2 separate regions of the Oryctolagus cuniculus genome follow, and region 1 is linked to region 2. The links are chromatin contacts, called in public Hi-C maps. All regions are on one chromosome and are shown on one strand. Each heading gives the region's core, a stretch centred on a gene start, on an enhancer-like site or on the middle of the called end of the contact. The rest is flanking DNA. Distances are from core to core; before and after follow the strand shown. Region 1 overlaps TTPAL (alpha tocopherol transfer protein like). Region 2 holds the start of SERINC3 (serine incorporator 3).

What was found. Hi-C and Micro-C count contacts between places; a contact is called where the count stands out from the background.
Region 1: a contact with region 2 is called in a Hi-C map of an unstated tissue, with 1.9 times the contacts expected there. The contact joins the enhancer-like site here to the promoter of SERINC3 in region 2. A contact is called at or near these places in 4 of 6 Hi-C or Micro-C datasets (ear pinna, psoas muscle, skin fibroblasts and 1 more).

What each region holds. Positions count from the first base shown.
Region 1 is chr11:14,639,153-14,644,118 of mOryCun1.1, reverse strand. TTPAL (alpha tocopherol transfer protein like) reads left to right here. Exons shown (of 5, transcript XM_051845016.2): 3 at 2,678-2,871. Among named protein-coding and RNA genes, the nearest start is that of TTPAL, 20 kb to the left of the region's middle. Within about 2 kb of position 2,193, at least 2 of the 8 cell types and tissues checked have an H3K27ac peak or open chromatin away from gene starts, as enhancers often do. A contact at or near this core is called in ear pinna, where this site is marked.
Region 2 is chr11:14,605,891-14,610,877 of mOryCun1.1, reverse strand. It overlaps SERINC3 (serine incorporator 3), which reads right to left and starts at 1,849. Exons shown (of 10, transcript XM_002721072.5): 1 at 1,654-1,849. The coding sequence starts at 1,692. It overlaps LOC138844290 (a long non-coding RNA gene), which reads right to left. Exons shown (of 2, transcript XR_011379874.1): 2 at 4,694-4,772.

The DNA of each region.
Region 1 (4,966 bases), core at 944-3,443, 33 kb before region 2:
TAGTGTTAGTGTTAGGAAGCTGAATTGGAAGTGGAGCCGGGACTTGAACCGAGGCACTGCAGTGGAGAGGTATCGATGTGGGGTCTTCGCCACTGCGCCGCATGCCTGCCCCTGGCTTTTACACCTCTGTGCAGTAGGGAGTTCTGGCACCCTCGGCCCTCAGGTTCCGCCGGCCACCCAAGGAGTTCCCTCCATGCAAATCCTGGATTTGTAGAGGAGAGCGGCTGAGGACAGGACCCAAGTCTGGGGGCCAGGACCCTCTTGCCCTCCTGTGTGAGTGGGCTGCAGGCTGGGCGCCTATGCCTTGCCTCCTCTACCCTCTCCTTTGCTTAGACCACCGAAAGGACTCACTTTAGATTCAGTTTTGGGTCCTAGCACTAGTGACCAGGACCCCTTTCTTTGGCCTGTAGCCTCTAGCTGGGAGCAGCTGCCCACCAGCTCCCCACAGGGAGCATTCAGAAATGGGACACGGGGCCCGGGGGATGGTGGAACTGAGACTGCAGACCCCTCATCCCGTGCCCTTGAGCACACCGAGGGCAGCATCAGCCTAGGCGTGTTCCCCGCTCTGCCCACAGCCTCAGCATTTTCCATCGGATGGAGCTGAGGAAAAATCTGGAAGTAAGACGGCAGTGTTCGTCCGCGAGCCAGACACCAAGGACGTGCTGGCGGCCCTCCCCTGCTCTGCATGCAAATGGCTCAAAAGAGGGCAGACCCCTGCGGGTGCCTCTCTCGGCCTTGCAGCCACGCATCGCTGTTCCCGTGAGTCGCCCACCAGACCCTCTGAGGAGACGGAACCAGTCTCTCCAGCCCTGACCACATACCAGGCCCCTCCAATGACTTGACCCGCCCAGGCGCTCTCCCACGTTCAAAGGTGTTTAGTCTAAAACAAGCATTGCCATGCACGTCTCAGGAGAACCAGGGACCTAGAAGCCAGCCAGCAGGCGGGGTTTTCTGTTGTTCCTCTGTACTCAGCTCATTAGAGTATTGCAAAACAGTCAGTTGCTTCCACACCGGTTGCACCACTTTGCTTGTGAGGCCACGTTTTCCTCCCAGTTGTCTGGAGCATATCTGGATTCTCCTCACTGACAAACATTTTCTTTTTTAAAGGTTTTATTTATTTCGTTGAGAGGTAGAGTTAAAGAAAGGAGGTCTTCCATCTGCTGGTTCACTCCCCAAATGGCCACAACAGCCAGAGCTGGGCCAGTCCAAAGCCAGGAGCTTCTTCCAGGTCTCCCATGGGGGTGCTGGGGCTCAAGTACTTGGGTCGTCTTCCACTGCTTTCCTAGGCCATAGCAGAGAGCTGGATTGGAATAGGAGCAGCTGGGACTCGAACCAGCTCCATATAGGACACTGGCACTGCAGGCTGAGGCTTAGCCTATTACGCCACGGGGCCGGCCCCACTGACACAGCTTTTAAGGAGGAGGCATCCACAGGTTTTGCTCCCACCTGGGTGTCGGCTTTGCCTTTCTGTAGGCTCTTAGAGCCGTGTGGTGGGAAGGGGCGGCATCCAGCACGTTGAGGCAGAGGGCGATCAGCAGCAGCAGCAAGCGGCAAACCAGGGCTGCCTGGGACAGAGTCTTCATGGGAGTTTCGCACATATTACTCAGTCCCGTCAGGGCCAAACTGGAAGTCTTGTTTTTACTAAGGCAGGGATGCACAGGTCTTGGTGGGATTTTCTTGAGACTAGCAGTCAACACCCAAAAGTTGCCAGTTTCATCTTTTTCCCAAAGAGAAAACAAGGCTCCTTTAGGAAATGGGAGCACCCCCCCGGAAAGGGACACTTGGTGCAAAGCCTCCAGAGCGTTAGGCTCCATCCTTGTGACGCCTCCTGCGGGAGGTGCGGGAGCTGTGACTCAGCTGTGTCGCAAGCGACAGAAAGCCAGCTCAATGGACTGGAACCAAAAAGAGAGCTCGTTTGCCCACAGCACTGGAGCTTGGGCACAGGTGGATTCAGGGGCACCGGAGAGCTGTCCCTGCCTCTGCTGTCCCCAGCCTGGGCTTCACTCTCAGGCCAGCCCTGGCATCACGGGGCCCTTGAGTCTCAAGCCGACAGTCTTGCCACTGTAAGAGAGAAGAGATGTTCTATTTCCAAAGGGCCAAGGCCCCGGAATTGAGCCGCCTTGGCTCTGCGTGACCTGGCTTAGAGTCACAAGAGGATGTGATGCCAAATTGGTTCAGTTCCCTGTACTCACCCCCCCCCCCCCCCCCCGGGAGTCAGGAGTCAAGTCCATTCTTGTCAAACTTGCTGGCTAGAATGGGGAGAAGTGGCTCCCCAGGGAGAACGAGGGTGATGTCCTAAGTAGAAGGGGGACTTCCTGATGGACAAGTGTGCAGTTGTCCCTGCAGGTAAGTGTTACCTCCTGCTCTGCTCAGAGGGAGGTGGTGCCCACAGTGAGGAAGTGACTTGGCCAAGGTCACACATCTAGAACGTTCCATCCCGCTGGTGTGTCTGGATTCACAGCTCATGCTTTGAACCTCATTCCCTGAACTGCATTTCCATTGCAGAGCGTGCTGCTGCTCCTGGAGTTCAGAACAGTAGCCACAGCTTATGGTCCCCATGTGTAACCGAAATAGGAGGAATCTCCCCTTCACTTGGAAACAGTGGTCTCAGGAGGTAAAGCTTTGATCACCGCCTTGTGCATTTCTGTGACGTGCCGTCCCTCTCTCGTCACCCCAGACAGATGGATCCCCAGCAACTATCCGATTACTGAGAACATCCGCGCCATATACTTGACCTTAGAGAAGCTCATTCAGTCTGAAGAAACCCAGGTGAATGGAATTGTGATTCTTGCAGACTACAAAGGAGTGAGCTTATCGAAAGCATCTCATTTTGGCCCTTTTATAGCCAAAAAGGTGATTGGCATCCTCCAGGTATGGCCCCTGTTTGCTGCGTGCCTCTTCTGTGGTTGGTTTGGCTTCCCCGGGCCCTGTCCGTTTACCCCAGGTCTCATGAAAATGACACAAATCCCGCCTCCCACGTGTGCAAGCAGAGTAAGACAAAGTGTTAGGGGAAGGTATCTCCATGTTCTGTTTTATAGCCATTCTCATCAGGGTCTCCAGTCATTTCCAAAAGCCAGGGAGATGCCTTCCCTGTTTTTTTTTTTTTTTTTTTTTTTTTTTTTTTTTTTTGTGCGTTTGTTTTTTGCCTGGAAGGCAGAGGAGGAGGTCTAACAATCAGAAGTGGTGCTTCTGCCCAAGGTGCCGCCTGCCCGCCTGCCTGCAAGGCCCTGGGGACCTGAGCACTGTTGGAATGCTTCACACCTCCTGGTCTGTGTTTCAGGACCCAGGTCCCCGGGAACCAGGAAGCTTCTTACATGGCTGTACCATTTAGGGGTTTGCAGAGCGCTTTTACAGTCACTGTACCCATTCAGTCCTTCAGAGAATCCTCTGAGAGATGCAAGGCGAGAACGTTTTCCTGTGGGATGGACGGAGAACCTGAGGCCTAGAGAAGATGGAGCCCGGCCCCAGTGTGACAGCTGTCATAGTTTTTGATTCCCTATTTGTTCTGACCGCCCTTGTGAACGCGGGGCACCAAGGGTACGGCGGTTCTCACTGAGTTCCACAGGTGTGTCTGCACCCCTGCTGGGCACCAGGTTTACTGTCGAAATGAATCAGTGCCCGTTTGGACTTGTCCATAAACTTGAGTTCTGGCTTTCCTTAGCTCTCAGTCTTCTGATGCTGAACACCATGTAGATTCAAGTGTCAGGGGAGAGTTTGGGTCAGTGTTTCCTAGCCCCTTTCCTGGGAGCTTCACCATAAACATTTCCACATTAAAGGCTGTTGAAAAGGCTGTAGTTAATTCCATTGATATATATTCATTTCTTTAAAAAAAAAAAAAGATTTAGGCCGGCGCCGCGTCTCTCTAGGCTAATCCTCCGCCTTGCGGCGCCGGCACACCGGGTTCTAGTCCCGGTCGAGGCACCGGATTCTGTCCCGGTTGCCTCTCTTCCAGGCCAGCTCTCTGCTGTGGCCAGGGAGTGCAGTGGAGGATGGCCCAAGTGCTTGGGCCCTGCACCCCATGGGAGACCAGGAGAAGCACCTGGCTCCTGCCATCGGATCAGCGCGGTGCGCCAGCCGCAGCGCGCTGACCGTGGCGGCCATTGGAGGGTGAACCAATGGCAAAGGAAGACCTTTCTCTCTGTCTCTCTCTCTCTCACTGTCCACTCTGCCTGTCCAAAAAAAAAAAAAAAGATTTATTCATTTGAAAGAGTTACAGAGAGAGGATTATACAGAGAGAGAGAGAGATCTTCCATACACTAGTTCACTTCCCCAGATGGCTGCAATGGCCAGGGCTGGACCAGGCCGAAGCCAGGAGCCAGGAGCTTCATCTGGGTTCCCACATGTGTGGCATGGGTCCAGATACTTGGGCCATCCTCCATTGCTTTTCCGGGCCATTAGCAGGGAGCTGGAGCAGAAGTGGAGCAGCCAGGACACAAACCAGCGCCCATAGAAGATTCTGGCGTTGCAGGCAGTGGCTTTACCCATTATGCCACAATGGCAGCCCCTTCTTTATTTTTCCTTAAGTTTTTGACAGATGTTGTACGTATTTATGGAGTAACTTGACATTTTGATGTTTATATCCATTGTATCATGTCCAGTCAGGGTAAATATATCTGCTTCAAACACTTCTTTATGGTGAAAACATTCAAAATCCTACTTTCTAGGTTTTGTTTTGTTTTGTTTTGTTTTTAAGATTTTATTTATTTGAGAGGTAGAGTTACAGACAGTGAGAGAGAGACAGAGAGAAAGGTCTTCCTTCTGTTGGTTCACTCCCCAAATGGCCACAACTGCCGGAGCTGCGCCGATCTGAAGCCAGGAGCCAGGTGCTTCTCCTGGTCTCCCATGCGGGTGCAGGGCCCAAGCACCTGGGCCATCCTCCACTGCCCTCCTGGGCCACAGCAGAGAGCTGGCCTGGAAGAGGAGCAAAAGGGACTAGAACCCGGCACGCACATGGGATGCTGGCACC
Region 2 (4,987 bases), core at 600-3,099:
AGTTCTCCAATGACAGAGCATCATAGTAGGTCCAAGCTAGACCCCGACAGCACCTAGGTGGGATGGGGCAAGAGAGGAGTGGGTGCCCAGACCAGCTGCTGGGCAGACAGGAGAGAACAGAGGACTTACACTCTGCAAATCATCTCATCCCGCGGGAAAGTCAAAGGACATCTCTTAGAATTGATTAGTGCATCCAGTGGCGGGAACAGACCTACTAAAGGTGGTTGGATGGCTCTGGGGTTGATGCCTTTTGAATTGATTGGCCGAAGCCTAGGGTCCCAGCTGCTGGGGTGCACGTGCCGAACTGCAGGGTCTCGGGTAGCTATCAATCACCTTATCTGCACAAGCGGGTGCAGGAGGGGAGGGGGGAGGAGGTTAAGGCCGGGTGAGGCAAGGGTTTCATAGTTTTGGTTCCTTATCTGTACCTGGAGCACACAGTTTTAGCCTTGGGGGGAAAGGAGGTTAAGACCTGTAATTTTAAGCTCAATTCTTCAGTAAGAGAGGAGTGGGTGCCCAGACCAGCTGCTGGGCAGACAGGAGAGAAAAGAGGACCTACACTCTGCTAACAGCAAGGCCGGCACACTTCCAGGAACTGAGACACCAGAGCACTCTGTAACAAGCACCCAGTGGCCGCAGATTACCGAATTACTGAAGGTTACAAAGATAACAAGTGGCGGGGCAGGCACCAGCACCCCACATGGACAGAGGGTCAGTCTTGGCTGCTCCACTTCCGATCCAGCTTCCTGCTATGGCCTGGGAAAGCAGCGGAAGATGGCCCAAGTCCTTGGGCCCCTGCACCACATAGGAGAGCTGGGTGGAGTTCCAGGCTCCTGGCTTCCGCCTGGCTCGGCCTGGCCATTGGGACCATTTGGGGAGTGAACCAGTGGATGGAAGAGCACTCTCCCGCTGGCGCTCTCTCTGCCTCTCTCTGTAACTCTAGACTTTCAAATAAATAAATAAATCTTAAAAAAAAAAAAAAGATAACAAGTGGTGCCGCTAAAAGCAAACTCAGCAGTTGACTTATTTTGGCATCTTTGCGACTCTATCCGAGGGGCTACCGAGGCCTGGTATCACGGCCTTACACTAAGGCTAACCTAAGTCTTTTGTGGAAATGCACCACTGGGTCATTTCTCACACAGAGGGCCCCAAATGTACAGCCCATGGCTTCCCAGCTCCGAATAATAATCCACAGGACCTTTCCCTCGCATCAAAACGGCTCCTCAGCCACACAGCCCGAGCTATGGGGGCAGACGGGAGTCAAGCCAACCAGAACTAAATGACGCCATCTGAAGGGGTGCTAGGAGATGAACGCAGCAGACCCCGCCCCAGGAGCTGTCATTCCTCCGACCCACCCCGGCTCCAGAGGAACCCAGAGTCTGGAAGGTTCGCGGGGGCGGGGCAATCGGAACTGTAAACAATGGCAGCCTGGCTTCCTACGTTTCTCCCCGAACCCGGAAGGAGAGCCGCCTGATCCCGGCCCCTGGGCGTCGCGGCCCGGGGCCCACGCCTCCCGAGACGGTCACAGCAGGGCCCGCCTCAGTCTCCCATCCCCCGGGGCCTGTGGGGCCGAGGATCGCTAGGGTCTAGGTTTGGGGTCTCCATCGCCCTTGTCCTGACACCGCGGGCCCGGCCAGGACACCACTCCGAACTCACCCAGCTGGCGAGGGAGCAGATGCCCAGCACAGCCCCCATGGTGACGCTGCTGTTGGAGGTGACCTGTCCGGAGGCTCCCTGCGCGGTGGTAACTGCCAGCTGAGGCGTCGCCCCAGAAACGCGACCGTTCCCCGGGCCGGAAATACGGCCCACCCCTCCCTGGACGTGGGGCGTACGTCATCGCGCGGCCCCGCCCACCACCCCTTCCGTGGCGGCCGAGAGGGCACCTGTCATTGGTGGAGGAGGGCGTGGGCGGGGCTAAGCCAGCCTCGGGCTGCCGGAGCTGGGAAGGCTGGATTCCTTATCTGTTTTGTGTTCACTGGCAGCTCATTATTTGTAGAGACCTAGAGGGTACGCGGAGGCTCAGATCTGCCCTCACAGAATTTGTGATCTGCTTAAGAGGAGATATAAATGCACCATCCTGTAGCGTGATAAGTACTGTGAGGAAGTATTATGGGGGTAATACCCTCTCAATAAGAGAATAGTTATTGCCTATCGTGTAAGAGGAAAGTGATTTAGCTGGGGAGTAGTCTTGGCAGAATCTCTAAATAATTCACATATAATTTGAGAACTGACGGATGAGTCCTCTAACCAAGGAAAGATGGGCATTGTTTTTCCTAAAATGTGGGATGTACTCCATTTGGGCTAACTGAAAGGACTTTAAGTAACACTGAAAGGTAGCGTGGCGGCGTCCTGTTTCAAACCAGCAGGCCAGTCCTCTGAGGCCGGCATGAGGACTTCTGACAGCTGGTACTTGGGCCATTGGCACCCACGTGGGAGACCCAGACTGAGTCCCAGGCTCCTGGTTTCCACCTGGGTTGCAACCATTTGGGGAGTGACGCAGTGGGTAGAAGATGTGTGTGTGTGTGTGTCCCTCTCCCTCTGTAATTCTGCCTTTCAAATATTTTTTTAAAAAAAGATTCTAAAAATAAATTATCGAAAGACAAAGAGAAAGACATCTCTCTCATCTGAGGTTCACTTCCCAAAGGCTGGCAACAGCCAGGGAAGCCAGGAGCCTGGAACTCAGTCTGGCTCTCCCACATGGGTGGCAGGAACCCAACTACTTGAGCCACCTCCTGATGCCTCCCAGGGTGCAGGTTAGCAGGAGGCTGGAACCAGGAACAAAGTCAGGACGCAAACACAGGCCCTCCAATAAGGGATGCGGGAGTCCCAGGTAGCAGCTTAACCACTGCACCAAATGCCCTCCCTGCTTCCCCCCCCTTTTTTTTTTTTAAGATTTATTTTTTTATTCGAAAGAGTTACACAGAGAGAGGAGAGGCAGAGAGAGAGGTCTTCCATCCAATTGGCCACAGCAGCTGGAGCTGGGCCAATCTGAAGCCAGGAGCCAGGAGCTTCTTCCGGGTCTCCCACATGGGTACAGGGACCCAAGGATTTGGGCCATCTTCTACTGCTTTCCCAGGCTATAGCAGAGAGCTGGATCGGAAGTGGAACAGCCAGGTCTTGAACCAGTGCCCATATGGGATACCAGTGCTTCAGGCCAGGGTGTTAACCCACCGTGCCACAGCACTGGCCCCCCTGCTTCTCTTTTTAACAGAGTGAAGGCTTCATTTTTTGAAACTTTCCAACAGGCAATGGCATCTACAGTTTGGCAGCCTTGTTTTGTTTGGAGGCATGTGTATGTTTGCAGTGATTCTACCAAACAATGCTATTTTTTCATTTAAGTAGTAAAATAAATTTTTAAATAAATTTATGTAAAAGTTGAGAATTTGACGTTAGCACCGTGGTGTACCAGGTTAAGCTGCCGTCTGCAACAGCAGCAGCCCATATGAGCACCAGTTCAAGTCCCATACACTCCACTTCCAAACCAGCTCCCTGCTAATGCTCCTGGGAAAGCAGCAGAAGATAGTCCAAGTACTTGGGCTTCTGCTACCAGCAATGGAGTTCTTGGCTCCTGATTTTGGCCTGGCCCAGCCACAGTAATTGTAGCCATTTGGGGAGTGAACTAGTGGTTGGAAGATCTCTTTCTCTCTGTGACTCTACCTTTAAAAATTGAGTTTGTTTAAAGAAAAAAAATTGAAAAATTTTTACTAACACAGTAGTATAAGTGAAATGAAGACACAACAAAAATGAGGGCGATCTTATACAAATAACTAATGTAGGGAAATACTTACCTGTGAACAGAAGGACCTGCAGAGTCTGGAAGCCTAGATGAGGCTCGGGAAAGCCTTAGGAAGAGACTCTAAACCAATGTTTCCAAAAATGGACAACGGATCAAAGTGAAATGATTTTTTTTCAAGGTCACAGAAAGGGTTTCTGGTGGAAGGAAGAGAATTACTCAAACTTCCTAATTGCTACTCAGCCCTTCTCCCACCTCTCACGCCCACCTCCACCCCTCCCCAAGTCAGATTACTTCAGGATCACTGATTGCTTCTTCCTATCTGGATACAGCCTGACTGGACTGATGGCAGTTCAGACTATGACCAAGCCTGTTGATCAAATTCCACCGGGAACACGCCTGTAGTCAAAAGGAACTGGGTTTATTCACTGTATTTCACATAACGCAGACACTCTGAGGTGCCTTGGCGAGATACTGGGAGGAGCCTATTTTTGGATTTGGGTTTGTGCCGGACAGCTCTAGATAGTCTGAGGAAGTAGCGACCATTTTGGATCGGACACGGTCAAGAAGTGGGACAGTTCTGTGAGCAGGCATCTGAATTGTTCCCAGCAGGTGGAGGATTGAAGCAGGACTGGATTTGTCACTGGAAAAGAAGGTGGCCCCACTCAGGCTAGTCAGAAGAGGAGGAAGCTGAGGCCTATTTGTGGTGCCAGGGTAGCTGTGTTTCTGATTCCAACTACAGAGCTGGCTGGTACTTATTTCCATTCGGTGAACATTGTTTACATTCAGAACGGGGGTCTAGCAGCCAGCTGCACAGGTTTTCATTTGCTCACCTGCAAACATTTCATCCCTGAATACAACATCCCACCCACCTCTTGGTGTTTCTAACTCTAAAAGATTAAATGTGTCTCCCCTTGCAGTCGCCTGCTTTTTGTTACTTTAAATAAAATAACAGAGAGAAGCTTTTTGGGAAAGAAAAGGTTTATTTCAGCTTAAAGCTTAGAGAAAACAGTTCAGGATTGGGCAGCCCAAGGTCTAGCATCTGTGGAGGCGGGTCACAGCAGGTGCAGAGGCACGGCCACATGTGAGTGGAGAAGCAGAGAGAGAAAACCTGGGTCACACTTGAACTCAAAATTATACCCAACCTTCTTTGGAGAACCACCCTCCAAGGGCATACCCCCAGTGACCCAAACACGTCCCACTAGAACCATGTCCCAGACACCATAATTAGGTCACGTCTCCACCCTTGATCCACTA